Linked DNA regions of Triticum aestivum: region 2 is linked to region 1. Evidence: chromatin contacts called from public Hi-C data. All regions are on one chromosome and are shown on one strand. Each heading gives the region's core, a stretch centred on a gene start, on an enhancer-like site or on the middle of the called end of the contact. The rest is flanking DNA. Distances are from core to core; before and after follow the strand shown. Region 1 holds the start of LOC123188018 (phosphatidylinositol glycan anchor biosynthesis class U protein). Region 2 holds the start of LOC123188021 (glycerophosphodiester phosphodiesterase GDPD6).

Region 1 (5,607 bases), core at 2,395-4,894:
TAAATAAGACTTGTATTCATTTCTCCTTTAAAATTCACCATGAATGGGGGAAGTTAACAGAAAATGTGCTTCATTCTATAAAATGGAGCGGGGGAAACCCCTTTCATTAAAAAGAAAGGGTTAACAGAAAATATTACACTCTTTCACATGGTTTTGATGACTACAAAAGAATTAAATGGTCGAACAACTTACTTTTCAAACATCTCCTGAAGGCCACCCACTTTATTTAGAATAATGCTGTTCAATAACAGCACATAACATGACCAGATAAACACCCACAATATGAAGTGAAGTATTGGTTTCCATGAGAATTGTCCAAAACCTTTTTGGCTAGTACCTTTTCCATTATCTGACATGTCAATTTTATTGGCACTCAAGCCTTTTTGAAGAAATACTTTAGTTGGAGGAGTATCTGGACCATAACCCAATAAAAGAGCAACCTGAAAAACTAACAGTTGATCAGCAATGCAGATAAATGGCATGTACATACCATTGAACATTGAAAAAAAAATGGTTGTGACACATACAGGTAGAATGAGAATTGCAGGATAAAGAGAAAGGTGTGTTGCCATAACATATCCAAATGCAGCAAGCGGCGCAAGACCTATAAAAATTGCAAGGATGTTGCATTAGATTTGGGCAATTCTAGGTTGTCTGAAGATCATTGTACTATCTTCCATAAAAATGTTATTAACTGAGGATTTGCCAAATAGAAGCCAAACAATGAGGCAAACAACTAGTGTAAGTAATACTCCTTCCATCCCAAAATAAGTGTCGCTGATCTAGTACAACTTTAGTGCAAAATTGTACTAAGTCAGCGACACTTATTTTGGGACGGAGGAAGTATAAGAGATATATTGAAAAACCGAGAAGGCTAGAGGGAAACACGTTGAGTTTAACTTACGTGAACAGGCTCCATGTAACATTATCACGACCATTAAATTCTCAATTGGTGATGTACATGAACCCACACAGGTGATTATTGTCCAAGGATTCCACAGATATATTAGAGAAGCAGTGTCTCCTGCGCTTACGTTCACTGTAAGTGTCAACAAACATGATAATCAGTACTATAAACAATTAGTAAGCATCACAAGCACAAAGCATCTGACTCAAAGAGAGTAATGTTCCATTCACACGTTTCCAGACAAGATTGTATATTTTTCGCTTACCAACAACAAATTCACACTATCAGGCAAGCAGAGGACTATACACATTAAATTCCACAAGGCAAATTCATATAACCCTTTTTATTCCTTGTAAAGGAAAAGTCAAAAAAGTGGGCTTCCTTCTTTAAGAAAATATAAAGCTTAGAATGACAACAACTACTTGACAAATAAAACATCTCTAAGATTTCACTTCCGGGGCTGTCCGTCACAAGTATCAAAAATTCAAAACCTTTTCTGATTGTTGGTACTTGGGAAAATAAGTAGAGAGTGGTGCCAAACAAAAGGCAAATTTAGCTCAAGATTCAATAAAGCACATCTCAAGTATAACATTAACTAGTATGACTCACCAGAATTGTTCACTGATTTTCTGAGGTCAAGAGACTTCAAACTTCTGTTACGTGCCATTTGGAGTGTACGCCCAGTTGATCGAATGAGCATAGCAGCTATAAAATCTACAGCCACAAAAACCAAACTGTGTTGTGCATTCATGAGTGTAATATTACATGACTGCCGGCAAAATGCAGAAGTCGTGAAAATGTTTATGGTTACATTTTTTTTGGTTTGAATGATACCATGGGCAAGATAAAGAACATAAAAAGTAAAGCCTAAGAAAACTGATTTTCTTCTATGAATATCAGGTATACTTGGACAAGTTATTAATCGTAGACAAACATATACTGGTTTAAATGAAAAGTACATAGCCACTTATTTACCTGCAATATATATGAGAATGGTGTCCACCTGACCTGTGACATCATGGAGTGTTAGAATGCTAACATTTTATATGGTGATCTGGTCAAATGAAGAGACATAGCAAGAGTGGCGACATCAAAGAAATGATCAAAGAAGCATCAAAACGAAGGACCTATCACCTTTTGCTGGTTAGCGGACCAAGAACTGATAGAAGCAAAGGGGAACCATGATACATCGAACCTGAAAAACAGATCACTCAACAGGCTGGACCATCATTTACAAGTACAAACTGTTAACAGATCAACATTACAAAGAGCAAAATATCATGGCTAATTGCTAAGATTTATGATGTAATCGCAAGAAGCATCTAGGCCTCTGATGCTAAGTAGGAGTCATTCAGTCATATCATATTTCATCCATCAGGAATTATCAGTAGTTCATTACAGAAAAATGAACATGAAATAATGTCTATCAGTATTCAGTAGAAACCCAGTCAAGCATTTTAAAAATTGCTCTGTAATACTCCCTCTGTTCCTAAATATAAGTCCTTTTAGAGATTCCAATATGGACTACATACGGAGCAAAATGAGTGAATCTACACTCTAAAATATGTCTATATACATCCGTATGTAGTCCCTAGGGAAATCTCTAAAAAGACTTATATTTAGAAATGGAGGGAGTACTACCTAATAATACCACCTCCCACCCAACTATCCTGGCCTCAAAATTTGGGCCATTCTGTTGCAAATGTGAAGTGCTAAAAGTTAGCAAAGCGATCAAAGAGGGGAGGTGCGTAACGTACCGGAATAGGGTGACATGGACGCCTGCTTCAGCCAGTAACCTTCTGCCACTGCAACATACACAGGAGGCAAACGAGAACGCCGACATCACAAAAGGGCTGGGGTTTGCAGGGCAAGGACTGAGAGCAAGGAGGTGTGCTTACGGCGGCGGAGGGACGTGAGGGGGGTGGAGACCTCCGGGCGGGATGCAAGGTGGAGGTCTCCGCCGAAGAGCACCAGAACGAGGCGGAACCCAACGGCTGCGACAGCCATCGACCAGTAGTGTCGGATCGCCATCGCCGCTGATCAGTGGTGGGTCTAGGATTTGTAAATATGACATGTTAACATACTAATTATAATTTACCAATAGCACTATCATAATCCACCTGATTGGACACAGCAAATTCTGTGTAAAATCATAATTCACCTGATTGGACACAGCAAAAATTTACATTCTAGTATCAATCATGATGACATAATTGGACACAGCGAAAATTTACATTCTAGTATCGTTTATGATTCCCTAAAAAAAATATCAATCATGATGACATAATTGGACACAAGAAATTATGTGCAAAGTTATGTGTGTGTGTTAATGTACGTGGCAGATAGCACTGTCATAATCCACCTGATAGATAATCCATGAATATAAACCTTAAATTCGTAATGAGACCAACCAAAACTTGGGGAATGGAGAAAAGGCACCTCAAATTGGCTGGCCGCTGCAACTGCACACCGCCGGCCGCAGGGCAGGACTGCTGCCGAGTGCGGAATGGGCGGCTGCCGGGCGCCGACTGGCAAGGCCGCGGTGCGGCGGTGGGCGACCGGTGGGTGGGGCGGGCAGGGGCGCTGGGTGGGCGCTGCGGGCAGGGCCGGCTCTTTGCCTCCTGGCAACCGGTGGCGGCGACGGCGTGCGGCGAGGCAGGCGGCGAGCCTGCGAGATCGGGAGGAGAATCGGGGACAGGAGTCGGAGTCGGGAGTCAGTGGGTTTCTCTTTTTTTTTAGCGGTGGGAGCAGAGCTGGCCAAAAGGCCAGCACGGCACGGCCCACAGAGACATGTTTATTAGACGGGCCGTGCCGTGCTGGACGGGCCGTGCCGTGCTGGCCCACGTGCCTTGCTTCCTGGCCCAGGCGCGGCACATTTAGTAAACGAGCCAGCCCGTGGAACGTTGTAGCACATTGGGTTGTGTGGTCACGGGAGCGGCTCCTCGTCATTGGGCCATTAAGAGCATCTTCAGCCGTTGGGCCCTCAGGAGGCGCTAAAAATCGTTCCTGGGACGCATCGGCGATAAACGACGCGCTGGGTACGTGATGTCCCCCAGTCACGGTGCCCACGTTTTTCTGAAAATATAAATTACGGCACAAACACGGCGTAAATTCAATCAAACTTCGACGAGTTCGTTCATATTTAAAATATTTTACAAAAAGAAAAAAAAAGCTATTAGGTTACTCCTTGTCGTCTCCCTCACCGCTCCTCGCCGCCCGCCGCCTTGCAGATCTAAATGCCGAGGAGGCGGTAGAACCGCGTGTAGTCGTCGCCATCGTCGTCGTCGTCTCCCGCCGCGGCCGCCGTCCCTGCTGCAACCCTCCCCCGGTTGGCGCGGCGGGTTGGACGGTCCGGGGGCATCGGCGTCGTCGCTGTCGAGGCCCACGACGCCGTGCTCGTCCTCGCACCCACGTTTGCGGGCGGCTATCTCCTCCAAGGCCCGGCGCTGCTGGACCACCTCATCGCCGAGGTAGTCGTCCCGCGCCCGCCGTAGGGCATCCTCGTCGGAAAAGCCGCGCCGGGCTATCTCCTCATACTCCGCGGGGAGGCCGGGCTCCGGCTTCGGCCTAACAAGGACGAGGCGGCCAGAGGCGGGGGCGGAGTCGTCGATGTGGACGCCGGAGCTGCGGGTGCGCGAGCTAACAGGCGTCTCCTGGGGCGTGTCTTGGGGCTCCGGCTTGACGGGGCGGAGGCAGGGAGAGCCGGTTGACCGACCTGACGAGGAGGAGGATGCCCCGAGGTCCATGCGCCTCGGCGTCCATGAGCTCCCACGACGGCGAGAGAAGGACGGGGGGGAGGGGTACTCCAGCCTCGGCGTGTTGCCGCCCTCGATGTACTCGAGGACAGCCTCCAGCGTGCGGCCGGGCACGCCCCACCATCGGCGCCTCCCCTCGGAGTTGAGCCTGTCGAAGGGAACGGCGTCGTTGGTGGCCTCGAGTTGCTCGGCGTGGCGGCGGCGGAAGTATGGCTCCCAGAGCAGGCTGTCGGGGACGTAGTGTGGCCCCTCCCTCGCCGCCCGCAGCAAGGAGGAGCGGATACACGCGATCTCCGCGCGTCGCGACGCCCCGGTGGGCGGTGGCGGCACTGGGCCCCCGCCGGCGCTGATTCTCCAGGCCCCGGGCACCCGCATGTCCGGCGGGACCGGGTACTCGGCCTCGAAGAGGAGCCGAGCTTCGTTCTCGTAAAGGTGGCGGCGGCCGAAGCCGTCCGCCGCCGCGCCGTCTCCTGGGAAGTGTTCGGCCATTCTTTAAGCTATAGACGGCGAGAGAAGAGGGAGGAAGGGGGAGAAAGGTGGCGCTGGCGGTGGAGACTCTATGCGTGCCACCGGCGCGCTGGGGTCGGCTTTATGTAGGTGGAGGCGCCGCGCGTACGCGTGGCATGCAAGGGGACGCGCGTCGTTTCATTTTCACTACGCCGCCCGTGAGGCATCAATGGCGGAGGCTGACCGGCACGGCAGCGCGCGACAGCTTTGGCATTGATTTGTCGCGGGAAACAAGGCGATGAGGACGACGAAGCGGCAAGAAGCGAGACGAGTCGCTGGCAAGGAGGGCTCGCGGCTCTTTCGCGCCAAAAAAGATTCGCCCGGCGCCCCCGAGCGCCCCCAGCACGCCGGGGTCGGGTTGGGTCGGCGGCCGAAAACTCGCCTGGGGGGCCTTATTGGGGGCGCGACTGGAGATGCTCTAAGATACGCTTAAAACAC
Region 2 (5,462 bases), core at 145-2,644, 580 kb before region 1:
CCTCGTCGGCGGCACCACCGTGTCCTTCCACGGCCCGATCCCCACCACGTACTCCCGCATGTAGTCCAGGTACTCGTCGGAGGTGATCTCCTCGTACGACTGGTCCGTGTCCTCCGTCCGCACCGTCACGTCGTCGATGAGGAACACCTTGGGCGAGTCGGTCAGGTCGGCGGCGTAGATGAGCGACGTCGGCGCGAAGGACTGGATGAACACCGGCCTCTCCTTCCACCGCTTCGTCATGTACTTGCCCCCGTACCCGTACTTCTTCAGCGTCCCGATGAACTTGTCCTCGTACTTCTTCCCGTCCGCCCACTTCACCTGCAATCGTTGCCATCGAATCGATCGACAGATGAATTCATGGACAATTTACGAACTATTTTGTGGCTTTGTTTATGGATGTGTGTTGATCACGTACGTGCTGGTTGATGAACACGGGGCTCTTCATCTCCGGGTAGATCCCGACGACCCTCTTGGCGTTCAGCGCGATGTCGATGAACTCGTCGAAGGTGATGATGGGAGAAATGCCTTCACAAACATAGGGGATTAACATCGTAGACGGGTGATCTGATTTCACCAGAATAATGAAGGAATTAATGTACGCGTACCATCGTGAGATTTGTCACGGAAGGACCATCTCTGCTTCACTCTCAGCGTCTTCAGCTCGGCCAGCGTGAAATCAGCTGCCAAATCAGGAAGAAAATCGATGGATTAATTGATCGCTGGATCTTGGCACATCGATCGATCGAAGATAGGAGTGCGGTTAAGATTCCGGTCGAAAATAGGAAGGTGGTTATGATGGATGGATGGACGGGCGTACTGATGAAGTATCCGGTGACGTTGGCCCACTGCACCTCGAGCGTGCGGCGGCGGGCGGCGAACTCCTTGTGGTCGGCGACGTCGGTGGTGTCGTCCAGCGTCACGTCGTGGAAGCAGACGAGGTGGCCGTCCTTGGTGGCCACGATGTCCGCCTCGATGAAGTCGGCGCCCTCGTCGACCGCGCGCATGTACGCCGCCGCCGTCTCCTCGGGGAGCTCGCCGTTGGAGCCCCTGTGCGCGATGTTGTACGGCCGCGACGTCTGCAGCGGCTGCTTCGCCGCCGCCGCCCCGACCAGCGGCCGCGCCGTCGCGCCGCTGCTCGCGCACCCGAGGACCAGCAGCGCCGCCGCGACGACGATACCTGCGCACGCGCGCACGCAAACACACGTCAGGCGTACGCCAAGATTGATTCGGAGGGATCACGAGAGAGATCGGAGACGTTACAGAGGGAAGCCATTTCCCCGGACGGAGCGCGAGCTTGTGTTGGCGGCGTAGCGCTGCCGCCGGCTGGTCGTGGGTGGTGCTAGGGGTAGTTGAGATGGCGGCGATGCCGAGTATATATGAGAAGACTTGCGAGGAATATCCTAACGAGTAACAAGATTTTGGGGTTGTTTCACGTTCTAAAAATCTGTTTTTTAGTTGCTAATAATCTCTTAGGTATAGTGGGATACTCTCGTTTCCTCTAGAAAATCTATATAATGTATTTTCTGTATTTTTTGAGCTTTATATACGGATATTTGTAACAGAGATCCCGAGTTTTTCCTTTTCTTTTTGAAAACAATCTTGACTTTCTTGACTGCAAATGGAAGCTAACAAAATTCCTTTTTTTGAGAGAGAAAGCTAACAAAATTCCAGTTGGCATCACGTCTCATTTTTCTTCGGAGGAAGTTGGGCTGACATTGCAGTATTTAGGCCTGAAGCCCAAGGCCTTCGATAATTTTTTCTCACTATGGAAATTTACTTTGGTTGCCGGTTCTTCCGGCGCCGACGCGGTGTCGTCTGCGGGTGTCGCCTTTCCTTCCTGAGGGGCGTAGGTGTTACCCATCCTCCACTCCTCTCCGCGTGCCGGGGGAAACCGTAGGACATGTCCGGGCAGCAGCATCGTCGATGTTGCACCCCTTCTTGGAGGTGCTGCTTGGTTACGCGGCGATTCGGAGCCTTGGTGTGTGGTGGGACGAATCCGGAGGGCGCAGCGGAGGCAGATCATCTTAGCTTTGCCGAGTTGCCGTTGTTGGCATTTTGTTCTTCTTTTTTCTCTTTTGGGCTTGATGTGCTGTGTGCCCCAGCAGTTACCGTGTGATTGGTGGAAGTTGCTTTATTTATAAAGCGGGGGGAAATCCTTTTTCGGTGAAAATTTACTTTGGCAGACAGCGATGAGGTTTCCAGCGGCCTATTTACCAGACACCATGGCTTCCCCTCAAAAAAAAGAAGAAGCAGCAGACACCATAGCTCATCCAACCAGGAACTTGTCTAAAAAAATCAACCAGAAAAAAGGGGAATAACTGCCCCTTGCGGAATGCTAAAAAAAAAACTACCCCTTCCGGGGATCTCCATGAGTTACTTTTGGTGGCTTGTGAGCATGCCAAGTGACGCATTCAGCACCGTCACATGTCATGTGTTGGGTGTCTTTTCTGGATTTTTTTTCTGTACACATGTTCGCGTTTTAGATGGGTTTTCCTTGGATTTTTTTATCTTCCCCAGGTTTTTCATAGGTTTTGGAGAATTTTTTTTGCGGATCCAACTATGCTTCTCGAGAAAAAATTAGTGCTTCCACGATAAGCACATATTTGCTTCACGTGGAAGAACAAATTTACTTTCATGAGAAGCATACATTTGCTTAGCATGGAAGCACAAAGTTTCTTTCACGATATGCACAACTGTGCTTCTTAGAAAACAATATGTACTTCTATGAGAAGCACGAATTTGTTTCCGCGAGCGTGCTTCTCAGGAAAAAAAAGTGCTTCCATGAGAAGCATTATTTGCTTCGCATGCAAGCACAACTGTGCTTCGAAAAAAGCAACATGTGCTTCCAAAAGAAAGCAACATGCGAGAGAACTTGTTTTGGGGATTATTTGGTTTTTCCACTTCGTTTTTCCCTAATTTTGTTTTTATTGATTTCTGTTTTTTCTTTTGAAAAAAGATCATCGAAACGTATTAAAATGGGATCTAGTTTGAAGATCTCGATGCGAGAAATTCAACAATGAGAGCGGTTCAATATTTGGACGCACGGTTCAATTTCAATAGATAAGACGGTTTGAAAGAATGATTTTAAAAAAACTCACATGTTATGACAAGTGGAACCCATGCAGTTCGCTATTTGTCAAACCACGGAAGATGAGAGAGTAACCTTTGCAAGGTGCACTTTTAACTAGTGATTTCAAACAAAAAGACGAACCATGAACAAGTGGGCACGGATACACCCTAAGTCAATCCATACTCCATCCTTGCCTTTGAACCAAAGGCCACCTAGATTATGTCTGAAGTTGGTTTGTGTGTCTATAATGGTAATGTCTTGATGATGCACACGGTGTTACATAAAAATGTGGGCTTTTGTGGCTGACGCACCTAAATTATCATAAAAAGGTCCATAGTGAGAAAAAATTATCCCCTTCCGGCTATTAAGCTTGGAATAACATGAAAATATAGTTAAGGAACCTCTCTCCTCCCCACGCGTCGCCTCCCCGAGCGGGGCGACCGGGGGCTCTCGTCGCCCTTCCCAGCCCTTCCCTCCTCCTCCCCTTCCGCCGCCGTCGGCCTGGGCCACCGGCCTTGCCCGCGTGGTGCCGGCGGCGGCGGCCCCGGCCTTTCCCCCCGCATGGCGCCTCGGCTCGGGCGGACGGCGGCCGGCGGGGGTGCTCCTCGGCGACTATGGATCCGGCGGCGGCGCGGCTCCCTTGGCGGCGCAGTGCTGGGTGGCGTGCGGGCGGTGGCGCGGCCGCTTGGCGGCGGGGCGACGCGGTGGCTAGCGGCGGGCCTTCCCGGCCCAGATCTGGGCCCTTTTCGGCTCGATCTGGGTCTGGGCGGGCCTAGCCTGATCTTCTTGCGGCGTCTCCGGCGGTTCGGGGGCGTGACTCGTGCGGGGGGTGGTGGCGACGGTGGCTCGCGTTCTGCAGCGCGGCGACGGGGGCTTCACGAGCCCGTTTCGGGCTCGGCTGGGCCGGGGGTGGCCCGGTTTGCCCCTGTGCTGTGTCCGGCCGGATCCCGCCGGGGGCGGTGGAGGATGTCCCCTCCCGCGAGGCTGCTGATGTTGCTGCTCCTGGTTCCCGGTTGCGTCGTCTTGTTTCCGTCGGTCCCGTTTCGTTTGCCATGGTGAGACGGCGATGGAGACTGCTCGATCGTGGTGGCGCAAGTTGGTGGGCGGTGTGTTTGGTGACGCGGAATGGATCTTCTGGGGTCGTGGTTGGTTGGTGGTCGGGAGAAATCCTTGTCGGCAGGGCCGGCACCGACGCGGTGACGCTCGTGGGCGCCGCCGTGCCTTCCTGAAGGGCGCCTGGCATACCCCTTCCACCTCACCCCTCGCGTACCGGGGGAAACCCTAGGACATGTCCGGGCAACAACGTCGTCATCGTCGCGATCCTTCTTGAGGGTGTTGTTTGGTATGCGGCGGTCCGGAGTGCTAGGAGCGTGGTGGTCTTATCCGGTGGGCGCAGCGGTTGCGGGTCCTCATCGTTTTCGTTGATCCGCCATTGTTGGCTTTATTTTCTCTTCAGTTCCTTTTTTGTTTCTTTTGGGCTTGCTTGTGCTGAGGCCCCAGCATTTGTATCGTGTGGTCGTGACTTTATAATATAAAGCGGGGGGCAACCCTTTTTGGGTAAAAGGTCCATAGTGTTTTGGTCTCGTGGGTTAGATGTTTAATAATAAAAAATATGAACTTGGGGATACTAGCATTCAAAGTTGGTATTTTAGGAAGAAATGAGAGCCATCGGCAAGCCCCATCAAGCCTCGAACCCATACGGGCGAGGCATAGACATGCGTTACTAGCCACTCGAATTATGCTCTGTTATCTAGAATTCTAGATTAGTGGTTAGTGGTTTTTGATTCTATCTATTGCCGTCCAACGTTTTAGCCTAACTTGGCAGTGGCAAGATCAAGGGAGATGTAGAAATTGTTTTGATTTGCGGTTCTTATATTTATATGCTTTGTGCTCCCAACCTTCTTCGTCGATAATGTGGTGATGAGGTAACTGTTCACAACTATTCCTTGCTAGAGATGTGTCATGAGCCGACCGCACAGTGTGTTTTTCTTCTCCCCCAAGAAGTGACTCCCACGCGACTAAAGTTTCGACTCCTCTCGTTAGTGTCGGCGCTGGTCCGCCCTTCCTTAGATGGCCTTAGGGCCGTGGAGGTGCGGAGGACCTATCCCCTATCCTGGCGGAAAGGAGCTCGCTCTCGTTCTTGTTTGGTTCAGTGTCTCGGTTGGGGCTGTGTGGCGGCGCCAATGTTCCATAGTAGGAATTGTTGGGGATCATAGCAGAAATTTAAAATTTTCTACGCATCACCAAGATCAATCTACGAAGTCATCTAGCAACAAGAGGGAGAGGAGTACATCTACATACCCTTGTAGATCGCGAGCGGAAGCGTTCAAGAGAACGGGGTTGATGGAGTCGTACTCGTCGTGATCCAAATCACCGATGATCCCAGCGCCGA

The links. A called contact is a pair of places that touch in the nucleus more often than the background predicts.
Region 2: a Hi-C map of leaf shows a contact between it and region 1, with 5 times the contacts expected there. The contact joins the promoter of LOC123188021 here to the promoter of LOC123188018 in region 1. A contact is called at or near these places in 1 of 5 Hi-C or Micro-C datasets (leaf) and 1 of 1 datasets of contacts at active chromatin or transcription factors (leaf).

Annotation. Positions count from the first base shown.
Region 1 is chr2A:140,017,564-140,023,170 of IWGSC CS RefSeq v2.1, reverse strand. It overlaps LOC123188018 (phosphatidylinositol glycan anchor biosynthesis class U protein), which reads right to left and starts at 3,644. Exons shown (of 15, transcript XM_044600049.1): 1 at 3,347-3,644; 2 at 2,806-2,959; 3 at 2,665-2,712; 4 at 2,042-2,102; 5 at 1,883-1,915; 6 at 1,517-1,641; 7 at 905-1,039; 8 at 528-604; 9 at 193-440. The coding sequence starts at 2,938.
Region 2 is chr2A:140,591,120-140,596,581 of IWGSC CS RefSeq v2.1, reverse strand. LOC123188021 (glycerophosphodiester phosphodiesterase GDPD6) reads right to left here and starts at 1,394. Exons shown (of 5, transcript XM_044600052.1): 1 at 1,261-1,394; 2 at 818-1,177; 3 at 606-680; 4 at 416-525; 5 at 1-318. The coding sequence starts at 1,273.